2 separate regions of the Sus scrofa genome follow, and region 2 is linked to region 1. The links are chromatin contacts, called in public Hi-C maps. All regions are on one chromosome and are shown on one strand. The core of a region is the stretch at or near the end of the contact, and the rest is flanking DNA. Distances in the headings are between cores, read along the strand shown.

Evidence for each region. A called contact is a pair of places that touch in the nucleus more often than the background predicts.
Region 2: a Hi-C map of alveolar macrophages shows a contact between it and region 1, with 3 times the contacts expected there. The contact joins two enhancer-like sites. A contact is called at or near these places in 13 of 47 Hi-C or Micro-C datasets (alveolar macrophages, blood, embryonic fibroblasts and 7 more) and 2 of 2 datasets of contacts at active chromatin or transcription factors (alveolar macrophages and skeletal muscle).

The regions. Positions count from the first base shown.
Region 1 is chr14:76,559,240-76,562,993 of Sscrofa11.1, forward strand. CAMK2G (calcium/calmodulin dependent protein kinase II gamma) reads right to left here. Exons shown (of 21, transcript NM_214193.1): 11 at 3,301-3,384; 12 at 3,039-3,081; 13 at 514-576. Among named protein-coding and RNA genes, the nearest start is that of NDST2, 26 kb to the left of the region's middle. Within about 2 kb of position 1,597, at least 3 of the 83 cell types and tissues checked have an H3K27ac peak or open chromatin away from gene starts, as enhancers often do. A contact at or near this core is called in alveolar macrophages, where this site is marked.
Region 2 is chr14:76,652,659-76,656,412 of Sscrofa11.1, forward strand. The region is part of intron 2 of LOC102160869 (atherin-like); the gene reads right to left. Among named protein-coding and RNA genes, the nearest start is that of PLAU, 25 kb to the left of the region's middle. Within about 2 kb of position 1,798, at least 20 of the 83 cell types and tissues checked have an H3K27ac peak or open chromatin away from gene starts, as enhancers often do. A contact at or near this core is called in alveolar macrophages, where this site is marked.

The DNA.
Region 1 (3,754 bases), core at 347-2,846:
TGACCTGCTCAGGGTGTGGCAAGGCTAGGATCCAAACCCAAGGACAGCTGTCTGCACAGCTCCTGCACTTTACAGCCTTTCAGACCCAGAGGTCTGCAAATGCCAGACTTCACAATTTTGAGGGGTGTGGCTTCCCCATGGGGTCCCCACCAGTGCCACTGAGGGCTGGTCTTCACCCCGGGCACCTGCAGGCCCGCCTTGGCTGCAGCCCTCACTGGCAGGCCAGGCTGTCGGGTGGGCGGCGTCTGGAGAAAAGCCTCCTGCTGCCCAGCTCCACATCCCCAGGCTATTGCCTCCTGAGAGTTGGCAAGCGCCCAGCATGCATGGCTGGTTAGGGGGCTCTGAAACACCAATGCGCTTGCAGATGCCAAGTTAGGTGGTCCGTCTGGCATGCCCATCTCAGCCCACAAGCATGGGACTCGCCTCCCTGGTGCTCGGGCCTGGCATGCTGGCCCTCCTGGTGGGGTGGCAGGGAGCCGAGGCAGGCGGTCGGGGAGGACTCATGCCACGTACCTTGCCCGGCCAGGCCGGCGGCGCTCGCGGCAGGCGAGGCGGGGGCGGAGCTCTGCCTGCCAACTGAGGGGATACAGTCTCTCAGTGCACAGAGCTGCCGCCAAGCCACGGGGGCCAGTCAGCAGCGAGCATGCCCCAGCGCGAGGCAGGAACCCGCTGCCGCTGCGCACAGCGGGGTCCGGGCGGGCGGCGTGGCCAAGCCGGCCGAGCTGGGGGAGCAGAGGCACCGGAGGCAGGCTGGTGAGCAGGTGCGGCTGGCCCTGCAGCAGTCTGGGGACCTGAGAGGACTGGGCTCAGGGCAGAGGGAAGCCCACCTGTGCTGCAACCACTGGGGTGAGAGCCCGCAGATCAAGGCCTGACTCGGTGAGAGGCAGTGTCCTTTCTGAGGCTGCCCAGCCCTAGCTTAAGGCTATGAGGAGAGTAAGCCTCATCTGCAGACCTTCCTCCCGGGGGGACCTCAAGAAGGACATTTTCAGAGAGCCCGGAACAGAGCCGGTTCCTCAGGCCATATCCCAAAAGTAGCGAGACTGGCACTAGGGGCCTAGGAAGGAACCATGGCCATTGTGCAGCTAACTCACTGATGCTCCACAGCCCCCAAATCCTCAGGGGCACAGCTCACTTTCCCTCTTCAATTGAGCCAGCTGGCCAGGAGAAGCTGTATCTCACAGCGCTCCAAGGGTATAAGTGCCCAGAAAGAAAACAAAGGCCACCGAAGCGATACATTCTAGAGGCCCTGATTTCACCATGAGCCAACGTGTTAGAAACCAGGGATAGGCTGAACCCTCTATTTCAACTCAGAAAACAGTCCAACTCATTCCTAAGGAAGCACACAAGTGCCCCTCCTGTTTGATTATACCTGTGGACACCTCTTTCTGCAGAAGCTTCTAGGGACAGGCTCTGACCTCACCTGCCCCAGAGGCAGGGCAGAAGAGGTCATCCTGGAATGCCTGCAGCATTTCTTTTTTTTTTTTTGTCTCCTGAGCCAGGGCAAAGGGAGCGCAAAGGCCAAAGTCGAGAGAGGGACAGGAAGCTCTTTAGGGATCAGTGACAGTGCTGTGTCCTAATAGAGACCAAGTTCCTGAAACCAGGACACTGATTTCCTGAAATGGACGGGGAGAGGCTGATGCGGAGGCCTGAGGCCACTGGACAGGGCACATGCTATTGATTTCCGAGCAGCCTGTTTTCACATCTCTTTCACACAGAGAGAGAACAGATCACCATTCCAGGGTCGGCACAGAGCTGCCCTTGAGCGTCCTCTAGAAAGGCTTTCTTAAACCCAGAAAGTAGAAGCTGCAAGTAATTAGAGGACTAGAAGCACAACGTGGGACTACAGCCCCACCTCTGCTGGAAGCAGCCTACAGTGGCCTCCTGCTCCCATCTGTGAGGCGAATCCAGAACCAGAGCTTCTCTCCATGGGTTCCCACAGCACAAGATCGAGCCCCACAGGGGTGGGCCTGAGGGGGACACTCTCCCAGCTCACTCTCCAGTCCTCAGCCTGGGGCCCTGTGGCTCTCCCTCAGGGAAGAGCTCAGGAAGCCCCAGAGCCAGGTTACCAGGAACCAGCACAGTGAGCCCTGGACTCAGGCTTAAGGGAGCAACCTCTGCCCAGAGTGGCTGCCCACCTGTGCCTCCCGCAAAACCTCCGCTCCGTTAGGGCAGCGCAGAAGGAAAGCAAGGGAAGGAGCCTGGTTAGAATGAGACAGGGGTGGGGTGGGAAGTGTCTTGAACCAAAACAGGGGAACTGGGGGTTAGGAGGAGGGAAGGCCAGGGGAAAAGGCAAGCCGGGAAGAGACCTTTCTGTCTTAAATCCTGTTGTTAATCTTTTCCTTGCAGAAAAGCCACTGTGCTTCCCAATTGAGGGCAAACGATGGGGAGGGGGGGAAGGTGGAGTGTCTTGCATCTTAAAAAGAAATGTGAAGTGTGATTTACAAATTATTGGTTCACTTCTCCCAATTCCTCATGCAAATTTAAGCAAGTTCTTTTCCTTCCATTCTGCTGGTCTCTATTACTTCACTCTTACAATTGGTATCAGAGGATATTTTAAGCACAGTCACCGTAAAAGGTTTAAACATCTGGAATAATTTCTATTAGTCATCTCCACTTGGACACGACAACAGAGAGATCGCCTTAGTTGGCCAATTAATGGTGGTGACTGGGAAGGTTCATTACACCTCATCACTTTCTTTCTCCCAGCATATCCTCCAATGCCCTCGAGACCTGCTAAAATTTAAAGTGCTGAGAGTCTTCAGAGAATTCAATAAGAAGCCCCAGGGACAAGGTAAATGGGAGGCTGGCCAGGCTATTCCTTGGGAGGAGGGAATATAGTTCACAAATGTGAAGCCACGTCAGGCCTCCCAGAATTTCAGGTTACAATCCTCAGCTGCAGCAGCCCCTCCAAAACAGGATCCCCATCATCTTGGTCAAGGTGTTGCCTGAGACACCCAGCGCCAGGGTGGCACGGTATGGCAACAGCCTGTTCTGACCCACTCACCTCGTAGAATTAAAGTGCACAGCTGAAAACATACCTGAAAAGTTCCTGGAGACAAGCATGGTCGTAAGGATGGCACCCTGGGGAAAGAAGAGAGACCTGTGAATTCTATGTGCAGTCTGTTCTCAGGCAGAGGGCAGCTGCCAGCGAGAGCCCGAAGACACCAGGACTGGGGCCCCCAACATGTACACCATCTTCACAGCTCAGCTCCAGCCAGGAGGGGTGTTCCCTTCGGTGATGGGGCAGGGGGCACCCTGTCAAAAGCACGCGGGCAGCCCAGCCAGGAAGGCAAGACTCACCTTTAGTTTTCTCCGGGCATTGAACTTGCGCAAGCACTCCACAGTCTCTTGACGATGCATCATAGATGCCACTGTGGACCGTTGCTGGAAGCCAAACAGACAGGCCTGTGAGCCCCCGGCCAGATCCTCTGCCCCTCACCACTGTCCCAGCACCGATGGCCTTGTGCTCAGCCACCCGAGAGTTGCTCCAAAGATGAAGTCATAGATGTGAAAATGCTTTTACAATAAAAGCACTACCCAAAACTCAAGGTTATGTAAGGACAATAATCTGAACATGAAAACACCACCGGTAATTGATGCTGGAAGAACATGCCCGAGAGTGTGCTAATCTTCCTTGGGAGATGGAGGCTATGAAAGGGGCCAGTATTCTGTGTATTGTCATCCTCACGCCATTACTCCTTCAGCAACTGTTCAGTGAACACCTAGTACATTCCAGATTCTGGGCAGTGCGAGA
Region 2 (3,754 bases), core at 548-3,047, 94 kb after region 1:
TTGTAGATAAAAGATGGTGGACCTGAGAATGTTGCCCCTCAATCTTGTTTGGCCACAGAACCCCTTTCGCCAGGAGCATCTGGCAGGAAAAGCATCTGTAGTCCCCTTAGGACACTTGAGCTATTGGTCTGCAATGAAACTCTCCCAGGGGAGGGAACACACCATGGCCTGGCCAGGCACTCACATTAGCCTCATCATCTCTGGTGACAACTAGAGGAGATGGGGATTGTGACAGCTGAACCAGGAGGAAAAGTGTGAAACCAAGGACTGGCCAGAAACAATAGATCTGGTCTGGCAGTCACGGTACTTGGCCTTTAGGCCTCTGGTGGACAAAAGGGGCATGAAGAAGCGCAGCACTGAGGAGACACATGCTAGTGTTGTTTTCTTCCTAGCATTCTTCCACATTTTTTGAATGTCCTTAAAAAACTTCATGATTTCCCCCCCACCCCCGATTATTGTTTTCTACTGCAAGAAGTTGTTCTGAGTGTTGCTAAGGGAGAAAGGCAGGCTCAGGGCTGATGCTCACCCTGAGGGCAAGATGCTGGATCTCTGGGAGGATGACTTTCTGTTGTTCTGGCATCACTGTCCCAGCCCAGAGCTGAGGTGGAGCGGGTGGGGTGGGGTGCACGCATAAGGCCAGTGTCCCTTGGGTAAGGAGGAGGATGTTATATTTGTGGAAGATTTCCAGGAAGACTTCCTGCTCCGACCAAAACAACACAAAGACAGGAAAAGGATCTGGAGTCTAAGAGGAGGAATAATGGATCAGAGTAGAAACTTTGGGATGGAGCCTAGCATAGAGAAGCCTCCCTCTTGCCATCCAGCTATGTTCTTCCAGCCAACAGAGAGCATTTCTCCGTAGGATGACAGGTTGGGAGCAGGAAGAAGAGGGGGCCTAGTAACTCTAGAACTATACCCATCTTCGTCTTATCCACTCTGCACTTAGTGAAATATTTCACTGTGGCCTGGCCCATGGGGGGTGGGGGTGGAGAGTGGGTGGAGGACAAGGAGGGCTATTTGGGGAGGGCCTCACATTTACGAAGGGCCTCAAATACAGACCTTAAATGCGTGGGCTTGTATATTCATCACAGAGGTACACTCAGCCTCACTCACCAGGTTCAGCAGAAGACCTCATCCCAGACTCACAGCATTACCAAGCCATGCCGACGGGTGTGCTGAACATTATTACTGTTTTCACATAGCTTGTGAATTGTCCCTTTATGTTGCATTGTATGTGTATATGTACAGGTGTGAGAGGAGGCACAAGCTTTAATTGGCTAAGTATAAACATGTGAAATAGACCACAATTTAGTAACTATTTTTTGGCATTAAAAAAAAAATACCAGGAGTTCCCGTTGTGGCGCAGTGGTTCACGAATCCGACTAGGAACCACGAGGTTGTGGGTTCGATCCCTGCCCTTGCTCAGTGGGTTAAGGATCAGGCGTTGCCGTGAGCTGTGGTGTAGGTTGCAGACACGGCTCGGATCCCGTGTTGCTGTGGCTCTGGCGTAGGCAGGAGGCTACAGCTCCAATGTGACCCCTAGCCTGGGAACCTCCATATGCCTCAGGAGCGGCTCAAGAAATGGCAAAAAGACCAAAAAAAAAAAAAAAGTAAAATGGAAATTGTCTGGCCCCATCTTCACCTCTGAGAAGGATAAGGGGAGTTTCAAGCAAGAGGCTTAGAGCATCTCTTCCAGCTGGGTGCTTGGACTCAGCTTCTGGAGAGCAGGGTATTAGGCCAGCCCCTGGGCCCTCCTTGCACTGTTCCCACCCGCTCTGGTTCATCTGCATCACTCTAGCGGCCTCTGCTGGGCTGGAGGTGAAAGGCGACCCAAGATGAGGTGGCTCAGAACTCTGATTGGGAAGCTGGGTGGGAAGGTCTGATGGGCAGTAGGAGGACTGTGGTAACAGAAGGGGCCCAAAGAAGATAAGATCTAACTACCTCAAGGTTTTTTATGCCATGTTCTGGTTTAGGAAATTGTTCTGATAGTGGTGCCGAGGAAGGGACACAAGTCCAGGTCTGAGGGCAAGATGGCTGAGCCCTGGGAGAGAAATGTTTTGCCCCCAAAGAGCAACAGCTGGGTGGAGACTCATGATTCAGTTTCTTCTCTTCTGACTCCTGCCTCCATATGGTGACCACAAAGGGCCTGGCCTCCCTGAAAAGATCAGCCACCCTCTTTCAGGCAGCTGGTTGGGTCATGAACCCTCTGGTTCAGAGAGAGAGAGAGAGCAGGAAGGCTTGCTGAGGCCTCCTGGCCGCAGCTGTTTTCTGATCTAGCTTTTACTGAAAAATCTTGTTCTGAGGGCAAGCAGGAGCCTTACCCATCCAGTTGATGAAAATCCTTCTTCTTGCCCACATGGCATTTTCCCTGTGAGGTAGAAGGTAGCATTCAGGCCCCCAAACCCATCTTTGAACATACTGGTGACCAAGTGGGTCCCAGGGAGTATTTGAGATAAAAATAACCCATGGGAGCCCACAGCTTAGTGCAGCTGCTGTGGCTAGTGACAGAAGTTGGTATCAGGTTATTGAGAAAATAGAGCCTTTTAGGTCTGGTTAAGGTTCACTTCAAGCAGACAGAGGTTGCAGTCATCAGAAATAAAGCAGTTTACACCGCCCCAGTTTGCTTTCCCCCTTCACTCTGTTTCTCATTCAGCACTGCAGATGGAAACTTTAAACTGTAGAAAAAGCAGTTTCACACAGACTGAGAACACTTATATGTGAAGTTCAGGTCCTTAAGTTGCTAGTAGTAGCAGACACCCCTAATTCTGTCCTCTTTCTCTTGTTTGTTCATTGCCCGTGAGAGCTGTGGCAGAACTGACCCCTCAGTCCATGGGGGGGTTCAGAGGTTCCTGAAATTATGCCCCTCTTCTAGTCAAATGTCCGGGTCAGCCTGGGCTGCCTGATGGCACAGGGTCTTGTCATGGTGTGGCTTTCAAAGGACAGAGGAGATGGGTCAACCATAATATAGTGGTCGGTTTTTATCAATGTACAATAAAGAGGAAAAGCATACTTGTAGTAATTGAAAAAGCCCATTTCTGGAGCAATCTGTATCTAGGAATTGGATTTGCTCAGACTCAGGATTACTATCTGCAATGTACAGGAAACTCCCAAAGACCAAGACAATGGAAAAGAAATCCAATGGAAAAGTAATAGATCTGGAAGTCATAGAAGGGAAATCAGAACAGCTGGCAAGCATGCGAAGAGATGCTCAACCTTAGAAGCATTTTGAGCAATGCAAACTAAAACATGGTATCATTCTGTGTCAATCAGATCGGCAAAAGTTTGACAAGTCATACATCACTTACCAAGTGTTAGCAAGGATGTGGCAGAAAGGGAACCACTATTGGCAGGAGTATAAACTTGTAGAACCATTCTAGAAGCCTTTTGACTTGATTTCATGAATTTAAATATGCTTTACCCAAAGAGCCAGTGATCCCACTCTTGGGTACACTGCCCCAGAAAAACTCTCAAACAGGTCCCTAAGGGAATATAAACAAATGTATTTGTCAGAGGATTGAGTATAGAGGAAAACCTGGGTGTCATCACTGGAGAAATGGAACAGTGAAACATGTGGATGCAGGCTTGGAAGTACCGTGCAGCTGCCAGACACAATGAACCAGAGGTACTTAGAGGCACACAACAGTATTAAAAACATGTGTCATGTAAAAAAGAAACACAGTAAGGTCTATGGCACAATATATTTGGGTAGACTGAAGTCACATCTATCCACAAAAGAACACCATGTATCTTTTAGGAA